Regions from separate parts of the Zea mays genome. Here region 2 is linked to region 1. A link is a contact called in public Hi-C data. All regions are on one chromosome and are shown on one strand. The core of a region is the stretch at or near the end of the contact, and the rest is flanking DNA. Distances in the headings are between cores, read along the strand shown.

Region 1 (7,874 bases), core at 3,368-5,867:
GATGATCACGGCCACTCCTCTCTCATTTTTTCTGAAGGGGAAATATCTATCTTGTTGTTTACATCTTATTATTGTTGTTGTATGCTTGTGTGCTTAATTTGTTGTTTCTATAGATTAATGTGAGGTATAATCTTGTTTTCGGCTCTTCTGATGTTGCAGGTGTTGAGTGCAAGAAATCGCATGCAAGCTGGATTATGTTAGACAATTAATGGTCAACTACTAAATCAGTAGTTTCTTTAATACATCATGCATTATCTAATTGCTATTTTTTCTTATTAAATTGTATGTTGTTGCTGCTCAAGAATTTGAAGCATGAGAAGCGTTGTGGGGGAGAAGCTTCAGTGCAACATTGTTGTTCTATAGGGATCAACATCCTCAAGATAACTTGGAAAACTTTCACGAAAAACTCGTAATGCAAGCATATGTTTTATTGGAAAAGTTTTCCAAGCTGAATTTCTGAAAGCCTCCTCACTGCTTTAGTTATGCTGAATTGGAGTTTGCAACTAGGGGTTTCTCACAAGTAAATTTTTTAGCTAAAGGTGGATTTTGGTCTGTTCATCGACATGTCCTTTCTAATGGTGGTGGTGTTTGTTAGCTACAAAATCATCAATCAAAGATTGTAATTATATTGCACCACTGTTTTGTATCAATTTTTAAGCTGCCGTAGCAACGCACGGGCACACTACTAGTTTTAGTAATAAACCCAGTTATTACCCAGAAGTACTCCCTCCAGGAGGAAATACCAGAGATCAGAACTGTAATCATCTTTGTTAATTATCATCATAAAAGTAACCACAGTTCTTCTAATCGAAAAGGATCCCAAGGCTGCTCTTAACCGTGAGCATGGCTGATATACCAGTTTCTAACACTCTGCAGAGGCTACACACTTTACCCACAAGCCGTGATTCCCATTCTGCCTGGGGTTCTAGCCTCCCCATTGATCACTACCAAGGTGACCTAGCAGGGTCTCACTACATAGCCTTTACAAAGATTTCCCAGAGGTCATAGTCGGCCGTTAGGTTTCTCCAGTTTGATAAACACAGTACATCTCCCCAACGGAAGGGTGACTAACAAAACCAAATCAAAGAACCTCTGCAACCAGCCTTAGCAGAGCAAGTATTGTGTCCGGACCCCATTGACGGTCCTACGTTGAAGCCAACTACTCCTCTGATTCCTCTAATTAATCAGCTAAGGGCATCCCATTCCACCCTCATGGTTGCACTGTTATCCCGGGTTGTCACTCCCCAAACAGGTCCTTACGGAGAGGTACTCAGGAAACAGCCTGAGCCACCTAAAGTAATCACAAGAACCTCATCGGGATAACATCATCGTATCATAAATAATCACATCATGTTCACTGATTAAGTTAAAGCGATAGCATAAACTAACCATGATTAACCCAAAAAGGTAAACAAGGGTAAGGTAAATACAAACTAGTCAATCCTTAAGTTTCAATAATGTAATGCGGGACAGTGAATTATAAAGTAAAAGTAGGACATGATAGGTCTGAGGACACTTGCCTTCACCAGGTTGTTGCTCAGAGGGATCTTCGGCAACACACTCAGGAACCACGAGTTGCTCGTTGTCTAAATAAAGCGATCATACATTCAATACATTTGGAAAGTACAAATGAACATCACATCAAACATGTACAAACATTAGAACACAACTCAAAAGATGTAGTATTAAATAAAGGAGAATGAGGTCAAGTTATAAAATGAACTAATCCTAATTAGGAGTTGATTACTCTATAAGTGTTTGGAACATATCTCAAAAAGGTAAAGTAGTAATTTAAACAAGAAAGAGATTAAATCATAAGATGGACTTATCTCATTTAGGAATTTGATTATTCTTTAAGTGTTATCTATAATTACATAACCTAATTCTATTCATTTCATTGAGACCTAAAAGTTAAACCAAAATGAATTCATGTAACACATATTATTAATCTCACAAGATTAAATATATTTTAACTCCTAGGGCTTTCATTTTTATTTATTTCATTAAATGAATAAATCAACATATACATTAAACTTATACTCTAGGTGTAAAATTAAAGTGCACAGACCATAGATGAACTTAATTTATTTGGACAGAGAATAATATTATGAACATTTTACAATTTGAACCACTAAATTTGGAGTTCATATGAAAAAGATATGAAATAAACAAGTTTTGAAGTTGAAATATGAAATTAGGGCTAAATTTGTGATTAAATAAAAGTACAGGGGGCTATCCAAAAGAAACCAGGGGCCTACGCGCTAAAACAGAGGACGTCGGGTTGATTTCCTAAAAGCCGAGGGTCTCTTAAGTAAAACTTACACGTGAAGGGGGTACGGGGTAACCTCGGCCATCAGATCAGAGATCAACGACAAGGATTAGATCGCGTGGGCGCGGGCGCGTGGACGCGACTAACAGGCGGGGACGGGGCGTCAGCGAGTCAGGGCGGGCTGACCAGCCGGGCCCAGGGGCAGGGGCGCAGGTGAGGGGGAGAAGGGAGAGCGGCCGGATCTAGATCGGAGCGCTGCGATTAGATCCGCAATAATGAAACCTAAACCGCACGATCTCGGACGAACGCCCGAGATCTATCGACTGGGGGCGGACACAAACGCGGTGGCGCCGCTCGGTCCCGCGCCGACAGTGAGCGGTGGCGAAGCTCTCTGTTCGCGCGGGCAGAGCGAGAGAGAGGGCGAGGGGGTTTGGCTGAGGGCGCAAGTGAGCGAGGGGAGGTGGGCGAGCAGGGCGCGGGGCTCAAAAGGGACGCAGGCGCGGGGACGTGGCCGGAGAACGCGCGGACGTGGGCGCGTCCACCGCGGGGGATCGTGGGCGGGAGGTTGGGGATGACCGACAGGTGGGCTCGGTGGGACAGAGAGAGAGAGAGAGAGCGGGCGCGGAGGGAAAGGAACGACGTCGACAACTCGGTCCCACAGAGCAGCGAGAGAGGGGGAGAGAGGGCGCGCTGGAGAGACAGACAGACAGGCGGGGTCCGCCTGTCAGCGTGGGCGGGCGCGGGCGCGCGCGCAAGCTGGGCCGACTTGGGCTAACTGGGCCAGATTGGCTTTTTCTATTTCCAGGGAATTTCTATTTGCTTTTTTTATTTATTTTCTCTAGGGTTTTCAATTCAAATTCAAATCTAGTTTCAAATTCAAACCAAATCAAACATGTGCAACAATTCAAGAATATTTAGGCTCAATATGATGCAACATTTCATGACTCATATGTTTTGGGCAAAATAAAATAAATAATCCCTCACTAATTAAACTAACCCTAATCAAAAGAGGAAGAGGGGGAGAGAAACTAGAGAGAGAGAAACTAGAGTGAGATAGAGAAGAGTAACACCTGAATTTGGATGATAATATGAAAGAAATTTTATACCCCAAATTCAGGGTGTTACAATCGCTGTGCACTATTTTTTGCGCGCGCTGCACAGGCGCTGGGCGTGGGGAGGGTGAAGTCGTGGTAGCATCAGGTGCCCACATTAGATTCTTAATAGATTATTATTACTAGTTGGTTGCTCATACTTTGCTACGGTTATTATATACTCCATCCGTTCCATAATATAAGGCGTAACCATTTTTTGTTCTTGTCCCCACAATATAAGACATGCTCTCTCTATGCATACGTACATTAATGCAGTGATATAGAGAAAATTAAATATATTTCTTGGTATTTGAACCAGAGGTGGTTACGCCTTATATACTAGGACAGAGGGAGTATCATATAAATAGGTATTTAGATATTTATTCAAATGTAACTATTGTTTATTTCTAAACACTAAGGTATGTGTGGTCTGGTGGTTAGCTCCAAATTTCTGAAGCAGGGGGCGTGGGCTCGAGTAGTTGCCCTGCATTTTTTTGCGCGGTGTGATGGGTGGGCCTAGAGTGTCAGAAGGTGAAGCTGTGATATCATCATGTGCCCACATTAGATTCTTAATAGATTAGTATAGATTATTAATTATTACTAGGTATGTGTCCGCTTGTTGCCACGAGGCTGAGAAGCGTGGGGAGGGGCGCCTAAGCTACAAATATAATTTTTGTTTATTTGTAAACACTAAAGTATGTGTGATCTGATGGTTAGCCCTAAATTTTTAGAGCACAGGATGTGAGTTTGACTGCTCGTTTTGTACTATTTTTTGTGGGCTGGACGTGGGGAGAGTGAAGCCGTGGTAACACTAGGTGCCCACATTAGGTTCTTAATAGATAGTAGATAGATAGATTGTTTATTTGTAAACTATATGTGATCTGGTGGTTAGTCCTAAATTTCTAAAGCATAGTGGTGTGGGTTTGAGTGCTCGTTCTCCACTATTTTTGCGCTGGACGTAAAGAGAGTGAAGTCGTAGTAGCACCAGGTACCTACATTAGATTCTTAATAGATAGCAGGGGAGTAGAAATATATATATAGAACTTATATATATATGCCGAAGCTTTGTTTTATACATTATTCTTAACCGTTTATTTTTAAATAACATATATTTTTAATAGCACGAAATAGATGCAAATATTTTTATGGCCTTAAACAATTTAAATAGATTTTATTTTAATTTTTAGGACTTAATTATACGACTTTTTGAACGCTATAAGTAAACGGTAAATAACAAGGGCTTATCCGCAAAACGACACGGACGTATTTCCGCTTCCACCTGCGCCGAGATCTCGGAAGAGGATTCAGAAGAAGCAGGCTTCCGCTGCTGCTTCCCCCACTCGAATCCAAGCAACCACGCCCCCACGCCCAGTCCAACCCCAACCCGCGAAGCTGGCGCGCGAGGCGGCCGACGCGAGCGCCCGCAAGCGCAAGGCGGGGGACGGCGGCGAGGTCCCCGACGCCACCGCCTCGGCAGAGGTGGCCGCAGCGCCGACCCCCGGAGAGGACGCGGCCATGGGCGACGTTCCACAGGCGCCGCACGCTGCGGGAGGTGGAGAAGAGTGGGCGGGGCCGGACCCTAACCCTAGCCCGAGCCTCGGCGGCTGCTCGGACCCCGTGTCGGTGGAGCTCTCCATGGGCGGGGACTACTACCGCGCCTGCTGCGGCGAGCCCGATCCCGACATCCCCGAGGGGCCCAAGCTGCCGTGCGTTGGGGACAAGGTGAGAGAGGGAGGGAGAGCGAGCCCTCTGTCTCCCACCATCCTCACATGTCCGCGATCGGGTATTGGTTAGCCCGCCGTATGGTGGGATGGGTCTCCATCACGCTTTAGTGTTTTACAGGCCTGCACCTGATCTAGTGGAAATATGCTAGTCGTGCCCATTTCTACGGCTCTGGTCTTGTGGGATCAGATTGCGGGGACAGTGCTGCGGTGCAGTTGAGTGTTGGTTACTTGCTGTTCGATAAGCATGAGTGATGTGGGTTTGGAGATGACTCGGGGTGTTTTGTTCTAGTCTAGGACAAACAGGAGGTTATGGCTCAAAAGGTGTGGTTTCAGTGAGGACCTTGCATTTACTTCAACTTTAGACTCACATATTTGTTGATAGATGACTACTCAACAGAGAAACTGGTACACCGTTTTTCTGTATGATCAAGTTCAAGTGAAGTGAAAAAATTGTTGGGTATAAGTTGGCCGAGCACCACATGGTTGCCACTAAAGTATGTTATTCCTTTTTAAGTTCAGAAAGTGCCAAATAGAGTTATGTGTTCGATAACTATGGAGACTTTTGTTGCCTACCCTTGTTTATGTCTACTTTTTGGTTCATTTCCACAACATTTTAATTGCTCTGCTTATTCTCGATACTCAAGCTTATGTAGATGGATTCATTGTGTAACCAAAAACCTGCCATGACTTTCTTTTAGCATATGAAATAGTATGTGGAGATTGACCTGTTATTTAAGTCGACGAGTCTCTGATTTCAGCTTGTCTTGCTGATGTGCTGAAGTTTCAGGTCTTCTTCATAAGTTCATAGTCTGTACCAGGATTAAGTTTGGTTGTGTTTTTTTTACGCCAAGTTGGATTCTGTTTTGCTTACGCTTTTTATGATCACCTGTTGATCAGTGTTATCTGTGGGCTTTGCCAAGTTAGTAGGTGGTTTGTTTTTCTTGTTTTTAAAAAGGAGCATGTTGTGATGATGGTTAAGCACCTTTCCTGATTGATGAGAAACATTTCTCAGCTGTTATGAAGGCTAACATGTTCTAATTATCATGGTCGTTTCCATGCTAATTATTATGCATCTTGTAAATGTTGCAGGAACCTCTCTCCTCTTTAGCAGCTGAGTTTCAGTCTGGCAGCCCCATTTTACAAGAGAAAATTAAGGTTATTGTGTCTCTGATTAATCTAATATGTAATTACTGCATTTTTATGTGGATACGTAACATGCTGTTGTCTAGTTTGTTCAACTAGTCACTTTTGTTTGTAGTTGCTTGGCGAGCAATATGGTGCTTTAAGACGTACACGTGGAGATGGAAACTGCTTTTATCGAAGCTTTATGTTTTCCTACCTGGTAGTATCTGCAGTGTACTTTTCACAAGTATATTATATCTTGCATTTCTCAGTACGGTGTTCATAATTGTGGCGACAATCCTATCTTATGCTGTCTTCAGCAGCTTACCCATTCTATCTCCCATTTCATCTTCTATTTCAAACTCCACTCGGTGAACAATACAGTCTATAGTGCAAAATAGTGTTTTGCACACCATATGCACGATCTACTGAAGACGGCCTTATATTTGCTTCCAGGAACACATCCTAGAGACACAAGACAAAGCTGAGGCTGATCGCATCATGGTAAAAATTGAGGAATGCAAGAAAACACTCCTCTCTCTTGGATATATTGAGTTCACTTTTGAGGACTTCTTTTCGGTAAGTCTGCAACGATTATTTTTGCATATTTCTCAGTCATGTTTTCTGTTAGGGTGGTTTTCTAGTTCATTTGCTATGCATTGTCTACTGTTTGTGGGTTTGTCTACTTATGTGCCACGGTCGTTTCCAGATGATTTTTGGGTTTTTGCATAGATGAATTGGCATATAAGCTGTCTGATGTCTGTATCCGTAGAACAGGGTTGGTTTGGGTTATTGTAGTGCATGCTTCTTGTCATTCATTTGAGGCTCAGATCAGTGTTATTAAAACTACGTTTAAACGATGTTTAAACTACTTTTAAACGTCAAAACTCTAATTAGAGGTTGAAACTGCGTTGTGGCGTTCTAAACTGTAAACCACAGTGTTTCATGCGTTTTATGGTAAGCTACTAACCTCGCTGTTTTGGTATTTAACTTCATGTTATTGTCTGAAATTATGATATATTGGTATTTTTTCTATGTTGTTTAAAACTACGTTTAAACTTCATTTAAACGTTTAAAAGTCAAAACTTCACCCATGAGCGTTTCAACGTTTTATCATTTTAATAACCTTGGCTCAGATATGCTGATTTTCATGTGGAAAATTAACTAAGATGCAACCTGTTTTAGTTTAGTCCGGAATGCTAACCAGCCTGTCTTCCAAAGGACATAAGCTATCAGCTGGAGGCAAAGTATGTCACACAAAGTTCTATACTGTACTAGTGTAAAATACAGCTGCTATCGGCTAGAGACAAAGTTTGCCACACAAAGTTTTCTACTGTACTTGTGTAGAAGGCAGCTGGATGACTGTGATTCATGTTTTGGTGTTTAGTTGTTTGGAAATATGCTGGTGTAGTCTAGATAAAATAAAGATAGTTGAAAATTGCTGGCTAATATATTTCTAGAATTGTATGAAATATGACTTTCTTGAAACAAAATACTCCACCCATTCAAATTTTAAGATCTTTTGCATTTCTAGTACATTGTTTATACTTTTTAGAATGTATCTACATGTAGGGTATATCTTAGTGCAAATCAAAAGCTGCGTATCTAGAAAAGCAAAAACACCCTATAATTTGGAATGGAGGGAGTATCAATTTATTCCCTCTTATC
Region 2 (7,874 bases), core at 1,942-4,441, 220 kb before region 1:
TTCTTTTTGCTAGAACCGGAGTTGACAGTCTCTCCTTTGGGTGTTTCGTTGGAGGGGATCTCCTTCTCCTTCCCGTTGGTCACCTTCCCCTTGACTTTATGATCCATCTCTTCAGACGGTTAGTCCCTTGATGAAGAGAACGGCTCTAATACCAATTGGGATCACCTATACGGGCGTGAATAGGTGATTCTGCAAAGTTTACTTAAAACAACACAAACTTGGTCCAATTTATGGGTTAGAGTGACTAAAATCCTAGTTCGGATGACAAGAGGAGAGAAAGAAAGACTCTTCACTTGATTGCTCACTTGAGATGTGTATTAAAGTAGGAGCAATATGTAAGTGAAATTTATGCTCAAAGGAAGATAGAAATCACAATAAAGTAAATGGACAAGAGACACATCGATTTTCCCCGTGGTTCGGCCAAAGCCTACTCCATGTTATGGTGACCTCCTTCAGTCAAGGGTTGCACTCAACCCCTCTCAAGTGATCCTAAGTTCAAACTTGAGTGCCACAATATTCTTTTTATATCAATCCTATTTGTGAGGAATCTTCACAAATTACAGTCTCTCACACCTTACACAAGTGATCAATATCAAAACCGAAGTAAGGGGGAGTAAGAACACACACACAAGCGAAGAAAAGAGCAAGAACACGAACGACAGAGTTAAATCTTAGAAACATGCTCAAATCTCTCAAACACTTCAAACAATGTGGTCGCAGAGTCTCAGAGTTGTAGTGTGCTCTTAGAATGCTTGGTGTACAGGTAAAGGTGCCAAGGGGCCTCTTTTATAGCCCCAAGGGGCGAAGGACCAATTGTTCCTCCATTTGGAAGGCTCTAGTTGCCTTCTGTCCACGGTGCATCGGACTATCCGGTGGCGCACAAGACAGCTCCTGTGCAATGGCTATTGAATCATCAGATTGGTTGCCTTCCTTTTTGGGTGGGCACCAGACTGTCCGGTGGTACACCGGACATGTTCGATGGTACACCGGACATGTCCGGTGACCCTCCTGACCGTTGCCATGCTGTCGTGCCAACGATGATCTCGCGGTCGACCATTAGCGCGAGCAAAGAGTCGTTGCTCGCCTGGCGCACCGGACATGTCCGGTGCATACCGAACTGTCCGGTAATTTTTAACTAGCGAGCCACGACGTTTTTGCAGGAGCAACCAGTTTGGGCCAGCCGACCAGGCCAGCATCAGACATGTCCGGTGCACACCATACTGTCCAATGGTGCCTAGTCTAGCCTAACTTCTCCTCTATTGTGCCAAACTTCTGCCCTTCTTTTTGGCTCGACTTGAGAAGTTCCCTAGCACTTGGATGAACATTGTTAGTAACTAAAACAGTTGACTAGGTGCTAGAATTATACCTTTGCAACTTCATTTCAATAGGATTTGCAATATGTGCAAACTCAAGCCTAAAAAGTACTTTCCTCTCCAAAATGAGTTAGGGCCCAAACACAAGTATTAGAACCATTGTAAAGGACCTATGCAACATCTTTAGAAGTGCAAACCTCACACTTATACAATTTCTCAAAGTTGCATATTTAGGTCCATGTTTGTGCTCTTTTGGACTTGACATCTTCAATTTGCTCTTTATATACATGTGCTCATGCTCATACAAAGATGGTTAGTTCATAGTGGTGTGTTGAGCCCTTAATCACTAAAACACTTAGAAATAGCCCAAGGGCACATTTCTCTTTCAAGGGGTGTCGGTCCGCCTCCCACTCATGATCTATCGAGCTGAGGCTGAGTGCCCTAGCAATCTACAAGCCCTGCAACACAACGAGCCACGCCGAGACTTAAGCTACGGAGGCCAAGGGTTGGTCTGCCACAGATAAAGCAGTGATGATGCCAGAACCCCTTGTCGCCCACACGCAGCCGGGATTAATGAGCCTGGCTAGTGAGCGCAGACGACTAAGGCAAATACCGACAAACAGGTTTCTACCGGCGGTAGAATGCTTCATTCTACCAGGGCAAAGTAACTCCTTCCCCAAGAAGCTACCTGTAAACACTCCTGGTCTATAAAAGGAGGGTCTGACGAGACGCGGAAGAGAGGACACACGGAGGACTACGGAGGCCAAAGCCAAGGAATGCACCGCCATAACCCCCAAGACTTAGTAGAGAACACCAGATTCGTAGTTCTTAGGTCCAACCACGCATAAGATACTTAGGAGCCCCTCCCTCTCTCGCCCCGCTTATAACCCCCTACAATAAGCATTGAGCAACAAGGTGTTTGTAGCACAAGCCACCGAAGACTGGATGTAGGGACATTGCCCGAAGCAGTATAAATCTTGTGCCCACTGAGCACATCATCTAGATCTAGAACGCGCACAAACAAATTTACTTGTTAGGCAACTAAACATATCCTAAGGACTTGTTTGGTTTATTTAGTCACCTGACTAAACCTTTCCACTAAAGTACCATGTTTAGTTTAAGTGACTAAATCTGACTAAAGAGCGCACATGGAAGAAGGGATGATGGATGTAGTAAAAATATCACTTTAGCCACTTTTAGTCACCCTCATGGTGACTAGAGGACTAAACTTTAGTATGAGACTTCTAGTCACCATGTTTGTCTCTTTAGGGACTAAATATGACTGAAGTTTAGTCACTCTGAACCAAACAGGCCCTAAGAGCAAATTTAATAATATAATCAACTGCTGGTTGTAAGCATTCTCGATGTCCACCTTTTAGTCTATGTGTATAGTTGTTAGCTCTTTACTATTAATGCATGGCCATTTGTCTCTCACAAAAAATCTTGGTTTTTGTATCAAGCCAGTTGTAACTTTACAGACCACTCCTTCTCTCTCCTCTTCTCTCTTAACACTTTACTTTTTACCCTCTTCTTTGATCTTCAAGTGCTAAAATTCAGCTAAAAATATACTGCTGAACTTTAACATCATATATCCAAACATGCCCTAAGTCAAAAAGATTATTGGACCAATACTCGCCTCGGCTGCTGCAGGGGAACTGAGGAAGAAGAACGTTGGTAATCCAATGGTAATTACTAGTCATCTATTACGGTGCTCTTGTAATTCAATGATAATTACTCACCTAATACGGTGTGGTCTTGTAATTCAATGGTAATTACTCACCTACTACGGTGCTACTAGTCCTGCCCAATAAAATGTTCTTATTAAATGTGCTGTCAGCAGCAGCACCTGCCCGGTCAGAATCATTGATTGATGTGTTTGTTGGATTAGTCAAGATCTCTCACTGATTCGCAGCATCCCCCTCTGTTTCTCCATGATCTGTTCCTTCTCCTGGCTGTTCTCCAGTTGACTTGCTCCATCGCCTCTCCACGACTAGAGGAGGGAGGAGGGGAGCTCTGATCGATTCACCCAAGATGTCTGAGGTGGTGGCGATGGCGGGGCAGGCCTACATGAAGCAGCTGCAGGCCCACCCGCTGCGCACCAAGGCTATCACCTCCGGCGTCCTGGCCGGCTGCAGCGACGCCGTCGCTCAGAAGATCTCCGGTGTTTCCAAGCTCCAACTCAGGAGGCTCCTCCTCATCGCGGTGCGCTATTCTTCCTTTCTTTTGCGTTTTAGGCGTTCTTGCTTTAGTTGATTTGAGTAACTGCTTGTCGCCTACCCGAAATTCAGACAGCTGGTGTTCTCACTCGATTCAGTAGTTTTTATCTGGATTTCGTTAATCGGCCATCAGGTCAATCGTTACCTTAAAAGGTTTGTTTCTTGGGTCCTGCTGTGCAGTTAGTGGAATTATGCCTAGCTGATGAGCAGCACGGTCAGAGTGGCTTCTCAACACAAAAATGCGTTTTTCTTTAGTTTGTTCCGGGCAGCCGAATGAAAACAATCGATGTAGCCCTGCTAGTGGGACGGGAATCCACACGATTGGTCATTGATGTAGACTGCAAATCAGAAAACAAGTTTAATACGTGAAATATATAGGCTGATATAAACGTCTACCGCATAGATCCACGGATCACCAACAACTAGACTGCCATTTTCACTCAGTCACAGACCTTGCTCGACCTCAGAGAATCAAGCTTAGTACAGTCTGTAGCTCAGCGACCCACGCAAATCTAGTATTTTTCTTGTGCAAAGGAAACTGTCATCTTATCCAAGTACTCTCTCCATCCCAAAAAAGACTGTCTAGATTCATAGCTAAACGACACTCCTTTCGGATGTGTGTGTGTGAGAGAGAGAGAATATGAGATCATATGTATGCATAAAAATTAACCTGCTGGTAAATTGGACAGCTCTCTGGCCACTAGTTCAATCAACTGGACCAAGTGCCAAAGAAATGTCATAATTTACATATTAGCAATTATGTTTGGATTTCAATACCCACACTTCTGATTCAGTGGTTCTTATTTTCATTTGTTGACTATGTGCAATGCAACAGCTATATGGATTTGCATACGCGGGACCGTTTGGACATTTCCTCCACAAGCTCATGGATAGGTTTTTCAAGGGAAAGAAAGGAAAAGAAACTACAGCCAAGAAGGTATGTAACTGCCTTTCTTTCCGGATGAACCATCAAGATTTCTCAAATGCAATTTCCTGTACCTTTTTACTCCAAGGTATGTAACCTGAGGACAATCATGACCAAGGTACCGCTTTTTTGCTCATTTGTCATGTGTAGGTCTTAGTAGAGCAGCTGACCGCATCTCCATGGAACAACATGATGTTTATGATGTATTTTGGTCTGGTGGTTGAAGGTATATATATAATCTCTACTGGAAAGTTCATTGTGTATCACAATAAAACATGTTTCTGTCCATTGTTCAAGTTTCCTTACAGACAACTGCATGTTGCGTCGCACAGTATACAAACAACTGGACATGTTTTGTGTTGTGAGAAATAATCAGTATTTGCAATTTGCATGAATTCCAGGGAGACCATTTGGACAAGTAAAGAACAAGGTGAAGAAGGATTATGCATCTGTCCAACTCACAGCTTGGAGGGTATGCTTTTTCTGTTGGGGAATCGATGCATCAATCCATGGTTTATTTTCTAGTGACTTTGGGGGTTTTTTTTGTTTTTTGTTTTTTTGTGCAGTTCTGGCCAATTGTAAGTTGGATCAACTATGAGTACATGCCACTCCAGCTCCGAGTTCTTTTCCACAGCTTTGTCGCCTCCTGCTGGTAACACCTACTATATGTTTAGCAGTTAGCATCTTGTCGTGCCGTTTTGGCTTGTGAGAATTATGCTTGACTTTTGTTTGAATTTTCTATTACAGGGCGGTGTTTTTGAACCTCAAGGCAGCAAGATCGATCGCAAATACTAAGAAGGCATAGAGGCAGCTATCTATACCAGGAGCGGAAGTCATGATTTGAGTTGAAAACCAGTATATATTCTAGACTTCCGTTGTAACACCTGAATTCTTTTCCAGCAGGAGAGGAACCGAGTCGTATTGTTTGCCATGAAAAGTTTGCTCCTTTTCATTTCCATAGCTGCTGTTCTCTCTTCATTTCGAAAAAAAATGTTGTTTGCTCGCCTCGTCGAAGTGATCACGTGTACTTCTAGTTCTAGTGGAACTTAGTTTGTGCAGAAAGAATATGTACTCGCTAACTTGTATCTAAAGCATATATGTTTTTCACATCGAATAACTGGATTGCATTCAGCCCGATTCAAATGCGATGGGAGGTACATGTACTTTAGAGTTGGAAGTTGAGTACTTCCTCCGCTAAAAAAAGATATAATTCTTGTATTTTTTTAAAAAATAGGTTTAACCCAATTTATATAAGAATACATTAAAATTTATGACATAAATTAATAATACCTTCGTTTTCAAATATTTATCGTTTCTTAGTTCATTTTTGAACTAAAACACGATAAATAAAAAAGAAAGGTGAGAGTATTATATTAGATTAATTACTTTCGAGATATCAATACGAATAACATGAACGAGGTGAACAATGCCGTTTTCTTTCAAACACGGATACTGGACTGATTCCCCTGCGGCGAGGGTGTGGCCCAGCAATTGAATGGCCGAGCAAAGCACGCTCGTTGTAGTGGCGTCGTCGCGTCTCCTCGATGCCCTCTCGTTTCCTCGGCGTGCTGCTGCCACTCGGCGATCCGATCATTCTCGAGCAAGGTCGGTGACCATGACTCGCTGCCGCCGCTGCCTCTTGCTCCTTGCCCCTTTTCTTGCCATGGTTGCTGTTGCTCCGGTAGGATCTTACTTAGGCTATCTGCAGCAACATCCTCTAAATTTAATCCTCTAAAAAATATTTTATGTTCTTTACAGACTACTCTAAAAGATTTTGTACTCTGTATTTTTACTCTCTCCAGCAACGTCCTCTATATCTCATCCTCTATATTAAATAATCAATTAAAATCGGTATGTCAACGTCACCTCCACGTGTGCCCCTTATTTGTCTGGAGCCTGAGAAGAGCTATAGAGGAGCCTCCAAATGTAGAGGTCCTGGCGAGACTCCTGTATTTTACAGGTTCATTTAGCGTTCCCTGCCGGAGGCAAAAAGGTGCAAGTGAAATACTATATTTAAAGTACCGGACCATTTACGGGTTGTTGCTGGAGTAAGCCTTACCTCTCCCTCTTTCCCATCCGATGTGTCTCCAGCTGTCGCTGACGGTGGTGCTCATCCCCTGTCGTGTCGTGTGGCAGGGGCAGGCGCAGAGTCATGGGGAAGCCTTCGCCGTCTTCATCGATGCCACGTCGCACCGTTAACTGCTCTACGTTGGTTTTGGGTGTTATAATACATCTGATTCATGATCATACTTTATCATTGTTACTGAATTATTTATTGTTTAATGATAAGATTATGGTGTTAATTGGAACATAGAGCTTAACTTGAGATGATAGTGCTATCATAAGGGTGGTATGGGACACCCTTGGCTGACTAATTAGAAAAGCTAGTGGAAGTCTACCATACTCGAAAGGGCAATAAAGGTACGATGAACAGTCGGTATAGGGAGGTTCTCGGGATCAATCATGCTGCGATGACTTTTTGGACGAGTGATTTCTATATCATCCTTCTTAAGAAATCATAGCGGGTTTTCTGAAACTAATGTAACTTTGTAAATGTCTCGTAGTGAATCACTAGCCATTCACCTCGGAAGTGTCTAAGAGCCTTGCAAACCCTAGCGGGACGGGATACACGACTTATGAGTAAAGCGTACAACCTCTGTTTTGTGTAAAATTGGTATATCAGCCGCGGTCAAGACTCTCACATGATTAATTTATGTAATTAAACTTAATCTGTCATTTGCATTGAATTGTAGGATTTATTATCAGTTGTGATCAATTACTTAAATGGGTTGGTATCTACTTATAATTAGTAAATGCTAATAAAATTTTGACCAACTTGTTAAAAGCAACGCTCAGCCTTAATCATTCTCTTGGTAAGCCTTACACTTCACATGAGCCCTCACTGTAAGTGAGCTCATCCACATTATTCCCCACAACTTGTTGAGCATTGAACGTATGTAAGTTCACCCTTGTTGTACTCACCCCCACCCCGAGATCAAGAACAAGTAGTGCAGGATGAGGAGCATCAAGAATGTCACGATGAGTTCGTGAGAGGTCTAGGTCGTCATCTCCTAGTCAACTATGGTTGTCGAGGATCGTTGTCGTCATATGATGTAATTATTTAGCTATTTTGTACAGAACCCCTATTATATAATAAAGATGTGACATTGATTTCTGTACCATGAGTCATCATATGTGTGAGACTTGATCCTAGCACACATTTAATTCGTGCCTGGGTTTGCCCTTAAATTAGGGTATGACAGGAGATAGTGTGGCGTACCATGCAAATGTAGTCCTTGTTAGGGACAACGAGAATAAACGAACGTGGAACGCCTCTGTGTCGGTCAATTCTCCTAATTGTGCTAGGAACTGGCTTATGTGCTCGTGCGTGCTCTTATCTTGGTCACCCGAAAATTTTGT

The links. Hi-C and Micro-C count contacts between places; a contact is called where the count stands out from the background.
Region 2: a Hi-C map of ear shows a contact between it and region 1, with 1.9 times the contacts expected there. The contact joins the promoter of LOC100280092 here to the promoter of LOC100217258 in region 1. A contact is called at or near these places in 3 of 25 Hi-C or Micro-C datasets (ear, endosperm and leaf).

Annotation. Positions count from the first base shown.
Region 1 is chr4:50,150,507-50,158,380 of Zm-B73-REFERENCE-NAM-5.0, reverse strand. LOC100217258 reads left to right here and starts at 4,617. Exons shown (of 8, transcript NM_001366423.1): 1 at 4,617-5,082; 2 at 6,174-6,239; 3 at 6,343-6,426; 4 at 6,663-6,785. The coding sequence starts at 4,876.
Region 2 is chr4:50,370,206-50,378,079 of Zm-B73-REFERENCE-NAM-5.0, reverse strand. It overlaps LOC100280092, which reads left to right and starts at 3,191. Exons shown (of 6, transcript NM_001153030.1): 1 at 3,191-3,515; 2 at 4,365-4,466; 3 at 4,605-4,680; 4 at 4,856-4,926; 5 at 5,021-5,106; 6 at 5,202-5,571. The coding sequence starts at 3,345. The coding sequence ends at 5,259.